Linked DNA regions of Mus musculus: region 1 is linked to region 2. A link is a contact called in public promoter capture Hi-C data. All regions are on one chromosome and are shown on one strand. The core of a region is the stretch at or near the end of the contact, and the rest is flanking DNA. Distances in the headings are between cores, read along the strand shown. Region 1 overlaps Tmem44 (transmembrane protein 44). Region 2 has its middle 21 kb from the start of Atp13a3.

Region 1 (6,312 bases), core at 2,159-4,658, 100 kb after region 2:
TCCGGCTCTCTCTAGGCGCCTCATCCAAGTCACAGGGCCTGTTGTTTTCTCGGGGCCAGGAAACCTGGGATCTGGAGCCCGTCCTGGCCATCAGTATTGCTTTGCTTGGCACCCAGCCACACCTGAAAAGCGGCTAAAAAGTGGCCTCTGGTCACCTAGCTCTTTCATTCGAAGAACCTGAGGACTTTAGGGCCTTGCTAGTAAGTGTGATTGATGTCCCAGAGAGCCTTCTCAATAGGGCTAGCACCGAAAGCCTTCTGTTTAGTCTTTACTTTCTCCGACAGCTTCCTTTGAAAAGAGCCAGTCTATAGGGAGAGCCAGAGGTGATGGTACACACCTGTGAGTGGCCGTATTTATGCTGGGACCTCTGCCAGAATAGCCAGTGTTCTCAAACACAGAGCCATCTGTCCAGCTCTGGTTTTTGTGTTTTAAGCCATGTGAGAATGAGGAATTCAACTAGTAAAATTAAACCTAGAGATTCATGTCAGGACAAAAGATAATCCACTCAGGTACAAGCCCAAATGATTTCAAGGTAATTTAAATGTGCTCTTCAGTTGCAGTTTTCTTTCTTTCATGTTTAGGTGCACTCTCACTATATAACTCTAGCTGGCCTAGAACTCACCATGCATGCCAGACTGGCCTTATATTCACAGACCCACCGGCCTTTGCCCCCTGAGAATCAGAACTAAAGGTGTACACCAACACACCTGGCATGCTTTATGGGTTTTTTTTTAAAGTTTAATGCAAAATATCATGTCTTCATTGAAGTACAATTGTTAATCTTCCCTATTAGGTAATTTTGCATCCTACCCCAAAGTGCTAAGGATTGAGCCAGGGGTTCATTCCGAGTAGCTTAAGAGGGATTATCTGGTGAAGTATGACTATTCCTATAGTCCCCAAACTCGGGTGACTGAGACAGAAGAACTGACTTCCAAGCTAGCCTGACTGATATAGAAAGCCACAGGCCCAGCTATTCAGCAAGATCCTGTGGCACAAACAAACAAGTGAAAAATGTCCTGAGAATACAGTGTCTCTCAGGGTCCCTAGGTTGCCTGTAAGACAATCATTTGAGAAGCTAGAATCACACAGCCCTGTCCAGACCTAGGAAATCATCAGGGACGATGTTCAGAGCTGTAACTGAGTATCGGAACTTCAGGGAATACACATTCACTAAGAAGTGCAAGCCAGCCGGGCGTGGTGGTGCACACCTTTAATCCCAGCACTCGGGAGGCAGAGGCAGGAGGATTTCTGAGCTCGAGGACAGCCTGGTCTACAAAGTGAGTACCAGGACAGCCAGGGCTATATAGAGAAACCCTGTCTCGAAAAATCAAAAAAAAAAAAAAAAAGAAGAAGAAGAAGAAGAAGAAGAAGAAGAAGAAGAAGAAGAAGAAGAAGAAGAAGAAGAAGAAGAAGGAGAAGAAGAAGAAGAAGAAGGAGAAGAAGGAGAAGAAGAAGAAGTGGTGCAAGCTAGTCAGAGCCTCCAGAACCTGAGAACTGGCTCTTGTCATATGCAGCCAGGCATCCTGGGACATCAGGGTGGTGACAAGTGTCTGTGAGCTTCTGTTTTGGTTGTGGCCTTAGAGGATCCCCTGGCTTGCACGGAAAGGCTCCATGTACTGGACACTTGCAGGATGAGAAGGATGGAGGAAAACCATCCAGTTCGGGACAGAGCAGCAGAGATTGCCAGGCTGGGCCAAAAGCTGATGATGGTCAGAGGGTGCTCAGGTCTTATGTGACCTAGGAACTCAGAAGCTGGGGTCTAGTTGGGAATAACCAGGGTCCTGGTACGAAGCCTCCACAGCGATTCCGAATGCGTAGCCGGTTGTTTCTACTTGTCTGTTTTCCAACGTCCCTGTCTAACGACTGTGACTCCCAACCTGCGCTTAATGGAAGCTAGAGGCAATCTGTACAGCCTTGACAGTTGTGGCTGGAAAGCAGGTTGACGCTGGGCTTGAAGCTAAGCCGTGCTGTGCTAGCCTGTAAGGTGCATGAGTGGAGATGATGCTGTGCTCTGGGTCACACCACAGTGTGGCTTCCAGGCTGAGCCTTGCCATGCCATGTGTAGCTCCACTTGCCCAAACATCGTTGGGCTCCATTCGGAGGGGTGACTCTGTGCCTTGCTGTTCACGAGAACACCAGCATGCGCCCGGCAACACCCACAAGGCACAGACTTAAGAACTTAGTCCTAAAAGTCAAAACCCATCACTTCTGCAACGTTAAAGTAAGTTAGGAGTGTAGGAATCACACTTGGGTGTAATGACGTCCTTATCTGGAAAACCAGGCCCAGTAACTGTGAAACACACTAGACCAACCGAGTACGCACCACCCTCACCCAGATTACATAAAAGGACACCCCACGGGCAATGCCAATCACCTCTCTACCAGGGCTGCCACAGGATTCCTGCGTAGTCCTGGCTGTCCAGGAACTAACTCTTCCTCCGGAGTTCAAGGTATGCACCACCACTGTTCAGCTGCCACCCAAGTGTTTACTGTTCCCAGAGTCCTCGCTCAGCTCAGTCTCCACTGCTAGAATTTCCATTGTCAGTCTATCTGCTCATCTGTCCAGATCAGGGCCTTCACCTTGACTCCATAGTTCTGAGCTGAGCCTCTGCAGTGAGGCTGTACCCTGTGACCCTACAGCTTGACTCTCTGTCTCTAGCCTAACGTCCAGACTATATATCTTATATATTTATATATCTTAGCATCTATATATCACCTGCCATAACTGCATTTGTAAAGCTATCTGTCTCTGCCCCCAGTAAAACCTCTGACTCTGCCCCCTTCCTTTCACAGGTTGTAGCTGTTGTGTAACCCAGACAGACAATATTCATACAATTACAAGGTGGTATGGGTGTGTGGTCTGAGAGTTAGTATTAGCAATTAAGATCCAGATAAAAGAACTTGTGTTTGCCGATTGTCTCTTACCAAGGGAAATCTAGACTTCCAAGTAGCTTTTGAATTTACTGTTAATACATTTTGACATTGTGCAAAGGCACGAGCAATCTGTCGCTGGAGGCAAAACAAAGGAAGCTGAAAGTGAAGCAGTTGCGGATGTGTGGGCAGAGCGCCGTTGTTTTCCTTATAAACTTTGGCACGATCTGATTTTCTTTAGTTAAATCGTGCACCTGCATTTTTGTCTTGTAAAAAAGTTGAATGCACTTAGGTAGAATGGTTTGCAGTGCAGCTTTGGGCTATTGGTCAGTCGCAAACACACAGAATATTGCTTATACTATATCTAAGTCACAAATATACACAATAGCCTTATAACGATCTTTTAACACCTCCCTCCCCCGACCCCCACTGGGGAGACACTTAAGTCAGAGGTGCCCAGGCAGAGGAGGCCAGGAGCTAGGGTCCAACGGGCAGAGCCTGCGCTGCTCTCAGGGGGTGGCTGCATGTTGCGCATGCGCCGGCCGCTTCCCCTCCCCCGCATCCCGGAAGTGCCCCAAATGGAGTTGTTATCCTGACTCAGGCCAGCTTTGTGTGGCTCGGCTGCTGGAGAACGCTACTTGCTATCCCCCAGGGCCGTCGAGGGTGAGCTTCGGAGTCAGAAGAGGGGGCAACGACTCGGAGGGAGAGACCGGCCTCTTAGCCATACCCTGCGGAGTACGAAGAAATGCCCCGGCCTCCGCCATCAACGGCGGCCGCTGCCCGCAGTGTTCCCGTGCGACTGGAATAGGATCCTAGGAGTTTAATGACCTGCCCTGCTCAGAAACCGTAGTCCCAAATGTTTGGAGCCGTATTTGGCTGTCAGATTTAAGGCAAAAAGAAAGCAGATTAGGCAGACATTCTTCGGTTCTGGCGATAGAAATGAGAGCATGACGTGTTTCAGCCACGCGCTTTGCCTCTGAGCATCCATTCCACTTGATTTTTTTCTTTAAAAAAAAAAAAATTGCACCGTTGAGACCGAGTTTTGCAAAAATGACCGATGCTATTCTGTAGCCCGAGGATCTTGCCAGCCAGCCTCCTGTCTCGGTCTGGAATAACTGGGATCACAGGCCGGTGCCATCAGACCACCAGCCTTCCTTATTAGGCGTTCTCTGGATCGGTTGAGCTAGCACCAGTCTTGAACTTGTCAGAGACCATCTCTCACTAATTAAAGGAAGAGCTTTGAACACTTCAGCACATCCGGGTTTGTTGTAAGCAGAACCCCCTCTGCCCATGGATGGCCTTTTAATTCTGGGCTTGTTGTAAGCAGAAAAAGATGAGAGGGTGGAAGAGAGTTAAGTGTCTGCCCAGGCAAAAGTGAAGGAGTGGAAAAAGAACACGCAGGGAACTTGGGAAGTGTCCTGAAGGTTCTGCTCCTTTTTTGATGCTAGAAATGGAACCCGGGGTCTTGTGCGTGTTAAGTATTGCTGATCCACTCAGCTATATTTTACCCCTAGAGTATTTATCTCAAACAGGTAATAAAATGTAAGCAGATTGTGTGTGGGTGGGTGGGGGGTGGAGGAGTGGTAAAGCTGCTTGCTGCCCAGACCCCACATGGTAGAAAAAGAGAACTGATACCTGCCAAGTGTCACTTGGACCACCATACACGCTCTGAAAGTGCAGGCGCAACATACACAAGTTGTTAAAAACAACAAAAATAAACCAGGCATTGGTGGCGAACGCCTTTAATCCAAGGACGCTTGGGAGGCAGAGGCAGGCGGACCTCAGTACTCGAGGCCATATAGAACAAGTTCCAGGACAGTCAGGGCTACACAGAGAAACCCAGGCTCAGGAGAACCAACCAACCAATTAATTAAAAAATAATAATAAGTAAATAAATTGAAACAGATTTTCAAGGTGTATATGAAATTTACCTTCATGTAGCGTGTCTTTCTGGATGTGTGTAGAGATGTTAGTCTTACGTGTGAACTGCTGACTGGCATAGTTATGAGAGAAAAAAGGAAGTCTATTTTCACGATGGGGATGGAACCCAAGGGCTCCTGCATGTTAGGGAAGTGCTCTACCATCGACCTGTAGTTATATCCCCAGCTCAGTGGTGGTTGTTTTTTGTTTTGTTTGAGACAGGGTCTCACTATGTTGCCCTGGCTGTCCTGGAACTCACCTGGAACTCTGTACACCAGGCTGGCCTTGAACTCAGAGATCCTTCTGCCTCTCTCTCTCCCAGATACTGGTATTAAAGGAATGAGCCACCACACCCAGCCTGGTTTGTGGGTCTTTTGAGACTGGGTCTTAGTAGCCAGGCTGACCTTTAACTTGTGGAAGCCCTCCTGTCCCAGCTTCCCAAAAAGTGTGAGCCACTAGGCTTGGCCTTTCTTGTTAAAGACAGGGAAAACCATGACTCAGCAGGGAAAGGGCGGCACACTTATTCAGGCCCGGCACAGGAGACCAGCCACGCCCCTTCCTCCACCCAGAGCTTCCCAAACTAGTAACTCATTTCTCAGTGTAACAGCAGTGCATAGATCATCAGATGGTCCTCATGACCTCTTCCTGGAGTGACTGGATGGATTTAAGGGGATTAGTTCTTCAAGGTCTGCACAGTTGTTCTCTCCCCCCACCTCCAGGGTCTCATATATCTCATGCCAACCTTTGCTACAGAGCTAAAGATAGATGACCTTGAACTTCTAATCCTGCTGCCTCCACTTCCCAGACTCCGGGTGTCTATCATCCTACCCCTTATGCTGCACTGCAAGCCAGGGCCTTGCACGTGTTAGGAAAGCATTCGCCCAGCTAAGCCGCAGCCCTCCAGGCAAACTTTTAAGACAACTTAGTAACAAGAGCTCTCCTTAAATCACCCAGACGTCTCTGGCAGGTAACATACCTCAGACTCCAGGAGTTTAAGCAGGGCCTTCATTATCATGGATTATGGCCACTTCTACTTGTGAGGCTGATACTTTGGATACTGTATTTAAACGTGTGTCCTCATCTGTAAAGTGAAAGACTGGGCACGGCTGCTGGGGCCTGCAATCCCAGCACTTGCAATGCTGCCAGGTAGGAAGGCCATGATTTTGAGGTTATCTTGGCCTCTTACAGTCCCTGGTTTTGTTTGTTTGTTTGTTTAAGGAACGTACTTGAAGCACGTGTCTCATGTTTACTCTGTACCCTTGACCACATTTCTGCTTCTTGAAAAGTCAGGGGTGAGGAACTCACTAATTGTAGTCTGCGTGAGCAAGTCGGTCACCTTCCTGCTTTGGTGTCCTGCCTGGCTACAGGGCTCAGCACTAGCCCCCTAACCTCCACAGCCCGCTCTTTTCCAGCTCTCTCCTTACAAAACCATGTCACACCAGTCATGCCGGCCACGTCAGGTTTCTCCTTCCTTGACTAGATCTCCACCCTTCCCTGCCTCTAGATTTGAATGTTCCGGGC
Region 2 (6,658 bases), core at 857-3,356:
AAAAGGAACTTTTCTCTGTTATTAGAATGACTTACAGACTGAGTGGTCCAGCTAGTCCAACAATGGCTGTCTACAACAGAAGGTCCAAGAATCCAGCAGCTGTTCAGTCCATGCAGCTGGATGCCTCAGCTGCTCTTCAGTATGTGCTGGAATCCTGGAGACGTAGGCTCTGATGCCAGTGAAGGAATGAACTTGCCAGCGAGAAAGAGCAAGCAAGCCAAGAGCAAAAGCTCCCTTCTTCTGTATCCTTCCCACAGAAGGCGAGGGCCAGATTAGAGGTGGGTCTTCCCACCTCAGAAGATCTGGATTAAAGGCACGTTCATGAGCACAACAGCCATGTTATGTCCAGAAGACAGCGTTTCATCACACTCTTCCTGAATCCTCTGGCTCTTAAGTTCTTTCCAACCCCTCTCCCTGAGCCGAGGGGCAGGAGCGGTGACATACATGTCCCATTTAAGACTGAACACCCAGTAGTCCCTGTTCTCAGCACTGTGACCAGTTTTTGAGTCTCTGCGTTAACTGCTACCTGCTACCAAGACAAGTTTCACTGGCTAAGGTGGAGGGGAGCACTGGTCTATGTGTATAAACAAATATTTACAGGGGAGGAGGCTTACAGCTGGGGGTTGGAAGGAGGCTTACAGCTTCAGAGGGTGAGTCTATGACCCTTGTGGCAGGGAGCAAGGCAACTGGTAGGAAGACATATTGCTGGAGCTCTTTCATTTCTTTTGGATCTTCCTCCTTCTAAGTACTTACTCTGTCTGCCCTGGAGAGATAGCTCCGTGGTTGAGAGCACTTGCTGCTTTTTTTTTTTTTTTTTTTCTCGAGACAGGGTTTCTCTGTGTAGCCCTGGCTGTCCTGGCACTCACTTTGTAGACCAGACTGGCCTCGAACTCAGAAATCCGCCCACCTCTGTCTCCCAAGTGCTGGGATTAAAGGCGTGTGCCACCAAGCCTGGCCACTTGCTGCTTTTTGCAGGGGATCTCAGCTTGGCTCCCAGCATCCACATGAAGATTGACAACTATCTTTAACTCCAGTTCCAGGAGGATCAGACTTCCTCTTCCATTCTATGCAGGCACTGAATATACACAGAACACAAGACATGCAAGCAACCAAAATACATATACACATCAAATAAAATACGGGGAACATGCTTATTTATGTGTATGAGTGTTTGTTTGCATGTATGTCTGTGCACCATATGTTTATAGTATCTAAAAAATCCATAAGAGGGCATTGGATCCCCGGGAACTGGACTTATTGATGGTTATGAACTGTCATGTGAGTGATAAGAACCAAGCTGAGGTTCCCTGCAAGAGCAGTGAAGGCTTTTAATCACTAAAGCAATCTCTCCAACACCTTTCAAATTTTTTTTTGAAACATTACCTGTGCAATGAGCTCTTGCTAACACAGAGTTGTGGTCCGCTGGGCACACCCCAGGCTGGTATCAATTTTTTTATTTTTTATTTTTTTGGTTTTTTTGAAACAGTGTTTCTCTGTAGCCCTGGCTGTCCTGGAACTCACTTTGTAGACCAGCCTGGCCTTGAACTCAGAAATTCGCCTGCTTCTGCCTCCCAAATGCTGGGATTAAAGGCGTGTGCCACCATGCCCAGCTTGGTATCAAAATTTACTCCTCTCTGTAGCTACATCTTCCATCTAAAAGACAGTCGTCCATCTTCCCTTCCCTGCTAGACCATAATGCTGATAAGGACACGTTGCCCACCACTCTGTCCCTTGTTACAGGATATTTGATTATTGTACATGGGAAGCCTAATTGTTAATTATAAAAGCTTAAATAGATGTCAGATGCAGTTAGGTGTGTCCAGAAGAGCTGCAGTTTGGGTGTGCCTCAAAAAGCCTCCATAGATAAGGATGCTAAAGAATCGCAAGTCCCTCCTATTTTAAGGCAAATTGCTTTGGGTGAGGTCTTCTGGTCTTTGCTCTAGGACTGGAGGTAAAGTCAGCTGCATGGCCTTGAGCTAGCTCACCTGAAAGATGAAATGGTTTGGTCCCTACTGACTTGGCTTGGAGCCTACCTCCACCCCCATGATGGTGATGTGGTTCAGCCGGCCAAAGGTGGAGGGGAGGAGCTAGAGGCTTCTTTTATAGCAATTGGACCTTTGAGACCTCTCTCCCTTTTGGCTTTGATGAGCCCTCATGGAAAGAGCTCTGGGTAAGAGTCAGGGATTTTCTCTCTGGACTTGCAGTAACAACAGAGAAGCAGCTGACAGGACACAGGTAAAACAGTATTCTAGGAAAGAGAGCTAAGGAGCCCTCTTGGGTTTGAAGGAACTCAAGAGAAAGGTAGACCAGATAGGTAAAAGGACACAGAACTCTAAAGAGCTAACAGTTTAGTTGTAGAATTGGACTTGCAAATAGATATTTTGTACATAGTTCAGAAAATAAAGTTACCTTGCTTACCTAGCAGGTTTTTACCTCAGTGTATACCTCCTGTGTATCTCTTGGTATAAATATTAGATAATATAAAAGGATAAATGTTGCATTTGACACTCCAGCTCCTGGTAAGAGTCCACGGAGACAGATGGTGGGCCCCCCCATATTACAGTCTATCATGCCTAGAACTGTATATAGAAGATGTTATTGAGTATATGATTGTATTTCCACCCAGAATGCACTTCCTAGTTCTAACCTCCGTGCCCCCAAGTACTTTTTTTGTTGCTGTGACAAAATACTTGGCAGAAGTAAAGGAAGAGTCTGTGTAGTGCATAGCTTCATAGGAGTGAGCACATGGTCATTTGACCCATTATGGGGGGGCCTGGAAGGAGGCACAGCAGCTCAAATTCATGACAGCCAGCATCAGGGAGGAGATCTATCTCTTAAGGTACACCTCGGGAGCACAATTCCTCCAACCAGGTCCTGCCGTTTACTTCCCATCACCTCCCAATAGTGCCAGCACATCCATCAGTGATGGAATTCCTTGCTTAGGTTGGAGCCCTCGTGAGCTCACCACCCCTACAAAGTCCCATCTCCAAACATTGCTCTGGAAACCAAACATTCAAGGCAGGAGCCTTCTGGCTCCCATCCAAACCACGCAAGACCCGGAATAGGCACAACTGATCCTGTTTGTCCCCAGGCTTGTTATTGGTCCCCATTCACTCCTAGGTGCTCTGTGCCCGGGTTCTGTGGCATGAAGCAGAGTGGGCACCTGCCAATGTAAATTAGTCAGTGTGCACGAATAAGAGTGTGAGTATGCTCTGCCCCGGTGCCGCTGTGACTCGTCCTTAAGAAGCAGAAGGGTGAGCTGGAGAGAGATGGCTCAGCAGTTAAGAGCACTGTATGCTCTTCCAGAGGACCCCAGTTCAATTCCCAGCTCACACCTGTCTGTAACTCCAGTTCCAGAAGATTCAACACCCCCACACAGACATACACATAGGCAAAACACCAATGTACATAAACTTAAAATTAAATGAAGAGAAAAGAAGAAAGGAAGAAGATGGAGGGAGGGGGATGGGGAAGAATTACCAACATCATCCCAGGTCACCCTTGCCTGGAGCCCACACCTTGTTTCAGGTCCTTGTCTCCAGAGTGCACAGCATCTCCAGCATCCCAGCAAGCTATCATCTGCATCTGTGACCCTGGGTGCACTTGTATCCATCATCCCTGGACCTCCTGTGCTAGGTTTCACTAAGTCCTTTCAAATTTGCTTGAAGATCGGGGTACCTGACCCATCAACTGCCCTCAGAGAAACCAGGACATACCTTGCAAATAAAACACAGAGGAGAACTGGGCAAGATGGACAGATCCCCCTCCACAAACCATAATAAACAAAACATTTTAAAGAAAATTGGATGAATTTTATTTATTGTTTATCAGTGTTCTAAGGATGCAATTCATATTTATTTTCAAACTGAAATGGAGGGTTTTTTTGGGGGGGGAAGTATTTGATATTTTTTAAAATATTTTTCATCCTAGTCTCACATACACACACACACACACTTACACACAGTCCCTTCTCCCTCCTCCTAGTCCCACCCTTACAAGTCCCTTCTTCCATTACTCCCTCCCCTTCTCAGAGAAAGAGAAGCCCCCTCCCCACTCCACCCCACCCTGGAACATCCAGTCCCAGGAGGACCAAGCGCATCCTCTCCCACTGAGCCCAGCCAGGCAGTTCTGTTAGGGGAAGGCAATCCCAAGGGCAGGTGACAGGTCAGTGGAGGATGCTCCACTCCAATGGTTAGGGCACCCACGTGAAGACTAAGCTGCACAATGGCTGCAAATGTGTAGGAGGCCTAAGTCCAGCCCCTGAGTACTCCTTGGTTGGTGGTTCTATTTTGTTTATGTATATGAGTACACTGTAGCTGTACAGATGGTTGTGAGCCACCATGATTACCAGACTGATAAGATTTGAACTCAGGACCTTTGGAAGAGCAGTCAGTGCTCTTAACCACTGAGCCATCTCTCCAGCCCTCTATTTTTATTATTATATGTGTCGACATCCAAGTGCCATGGCGTGCATGTAGAGGACAGAGGACAACTTGTGGAGTCAGCTCTTTCCTTTCTACCTCTGTGTGGGATCAAACACTCGTCACCAGGCTCAGGCTGCCAGTAATTAGCCTGCTGCTTCATCTTGGAGCTTTCTGTTTTTGCTGTCTTACTGAGACCTCTATGGTGGCCATTCTTGGTTGTCAACTTGATCAGGAATTAACTAAAACCCACATGGCTGGATACCCCTATGAGGGATTTTATTTTTCCTTAGTCAAATAATCTGAAGTGGAAAGATCCACTTTCAATCTGGATTTTTGAGGTGGGAAGATCCACCTACAATTTGGGCCACCCCTTCTCCTGGAAGCCTAAATAAAAGACATGGAAGAAGGAAGCTTGGTCTCTTTGCCTGCCTTTTTTTTTTTTTTTCTTCTCTAGTTAGCAAGTCCATTCCTTCACTGGTCTACTTTTTCAGGATTATAGTGCATACTGGAGACTAGCCAAGACACCCAGACTCATGGACTGAACAGCTACTGGATTCTTGGAACTTCTATTGGTAGACAGACATCACTAGACTAGCTGGAATACAGTCTGTAGTTATAAATTCCTTTTCATATACAGATTAATTCTATAAGTTCTGTTCCTCTAGAGGACTCTGACTAAGGCAACCTCCTAGCCGGGCGTGGTGGTGCACGCCTTTAATCCTAGCAATTGGGAGGCAGAGGCAGAGGCATGTGAATTTCTGAGTTCAAGGCCAGCCTGGTCTACAGAGTGAGTTCCAGGACAGCCAGGGCTACACAGAGAAACCCTGTCTCATAAAACCAAAAAAAAAAAAAAAGGCAACCTCCTTATTTATATTTATGTGCATGTGTGTATGCCTTTGTGTGTACCACTTGTGAGCAGCTGCTGGTGGGGAGCATTAGATTCCCCGGAATTGGAGTTACCGATGCCTGTGAGCCAGCTGATATGGGTGTTGGAAACCAAACCTTCTTCGAGAGCAGGAAGTTCTTTTAATCACCCATTTCTCCATCACCCTTGTTGTTGGAGATTAGGTCTCAGGGTGACCTGCCTTGACCTACTTTCAGAGTGTTGGGTGGGTACCGAACTCAGGGCTTTGTGCTTGCTAGGTAAGCACTCTATCAACTGAGCTACATCCCCATCCCAAGCAGAGTTTTAAAAATAACTGCTGAGAAGATGCTTGCTGCCAAGCCTGATGACCTGAGTTCAATTCCTAGAACCCACGTGGTGGGAAGAAAGAACTCACTCCTGCACATAAGTTGTCCTTTGACTTAAAAATGAACACGGCATGTGCAACACACACACACACACACACTATAATAGCAAATAGCTACTAATAGCTGCATATTAGAGTTAGCTTTGTTGTTACAGTTCCTTACTTGATGGAGATGCAAGCAGATCCCCTCCACCCTGAGGTCCCACGGACAAGCTGTTATGACTCTTAATGTAAATATCTGATACTAGACCACAAAAGGGTCGAGACCTACAGGGCGAGAACTGCAGCTCTGGCTGCTCTCTGAAGCCATGTGCAATTGGGGCAGAATTGCATACAACTAATGTGGAGATGACACCTCACTGCTCTGGGCTTCCCCCTCCTCCTATGAAGGAAGATCAATGGTCAACAGTGAGGCTGTGACCATCAGCTGATCTAAAGAAGATAGTGGTCATTTGGCTCCTAAGATTGTCTGGGGCAATTGTTTTGGATTCTTCAAAGTTTTGATAGCTTTCAGGGGTGGTGAGGGCACAGAGATTAACTATGGAGAAGAAGGCATCTTGTCTCTCCAGTACCATTCTGTCTGCTGTGTGTGTAATCGGCTTTTTGTTTGAAAAAGTGTCCCCTCAGGCGTTTGCTTTCATATCAGTTGATTGGCATGCATCAACATATGAAATGTTCATTCTTGTCTTCTTCAGGCTGGTGTATTTAATATATTGTTTGCAAATGTATTTTGAAACAGGGTTTGCTTCAAACTCATGATCCTCTTTCCTCAACCTCCCCAGTTCTAGAAATGTAGGATGCTACCATGGCTCCTTTCTCTTCTTTTCTTTCCTTTCCTTTCCTTTCCTTTCCTTTCCTTTCCTTTCCTTTCCTTTCCTTTCCTTTCCTTTCCTTTCCTTCCCTTCCCTTCCCTTCCCTTCCCTTCCCTTCCCTTCCCTTCCCTTCCCTTCCCTTCCCTTCCCTTTCCTTTTCTTTTCTCTTCTC

Evidence for each region. Capture Hi-C pulls out chosen DNA fragments and counts their contacts.
Region 1: a contact with region 2 is called in a promoter capture Hi-C map of liver. The contact joins two enhancer-like sites. A contact is called at or near these places in 3 of 39 promoter capture datasets (cranial neural crest and embryonic stem cells), 1 of 15 datasets of contacts at CTCF or cohesin (the NIH/3T3 cell line), 18 of 484 Hi-C or Micro-C datasets (the AML12 cell line, the C2C12 cell line, the G1E-ER4 cell line and 13 more), 31 of 115 datasets of contacts at active chromatin or transcription factors (CD8 T cells, the HPC-7 cell line, the SCID.adh cell line and 22 more) and 4 of 9 other capture datasets (adipose tissue, embryonic stem cells, liver and 1 more).

Annotation. Positions count from the first base shown.
Region 1 is chr16:30,507,258-30,513,569 of GRCm38.p6, forward strand. It overlaps Tmem44 (transmembrane protein 44), which reads right to left. Exons shown (of 11, transcript NM_001384248.1): 11 at 4,598-6,312. Among named protein-coding and RNA genes, the nearest start is that of Gm52252, 9.7 kb to the right of the region's middle. Within about 2 kb of position 3,409, at least 403 of the 459 cell types and tissues checked have an H3K27ac peak or open chromatin away from gene starts, as enhancers often do. A contact at or near this core is called in hepatocytes and liver, where this site is marked.
Region 2 is chr16:30,405,720-30,412,377 of GRCm38.p6, forward strand. No RefSeq gene overlaps it. Among named protein-coding and RNA genes, the nearest start is that of Atp13a3, 21 kb to the left of the region's middle. Within about 2 kb of position 2,107, at least 21 of the 459 cell types and tissues checked have an H3K27ac peak or open chromatin away from gene starts, as enhancers often do. A contact at or near this core is called in hepatocytes and liver, where this site is marked.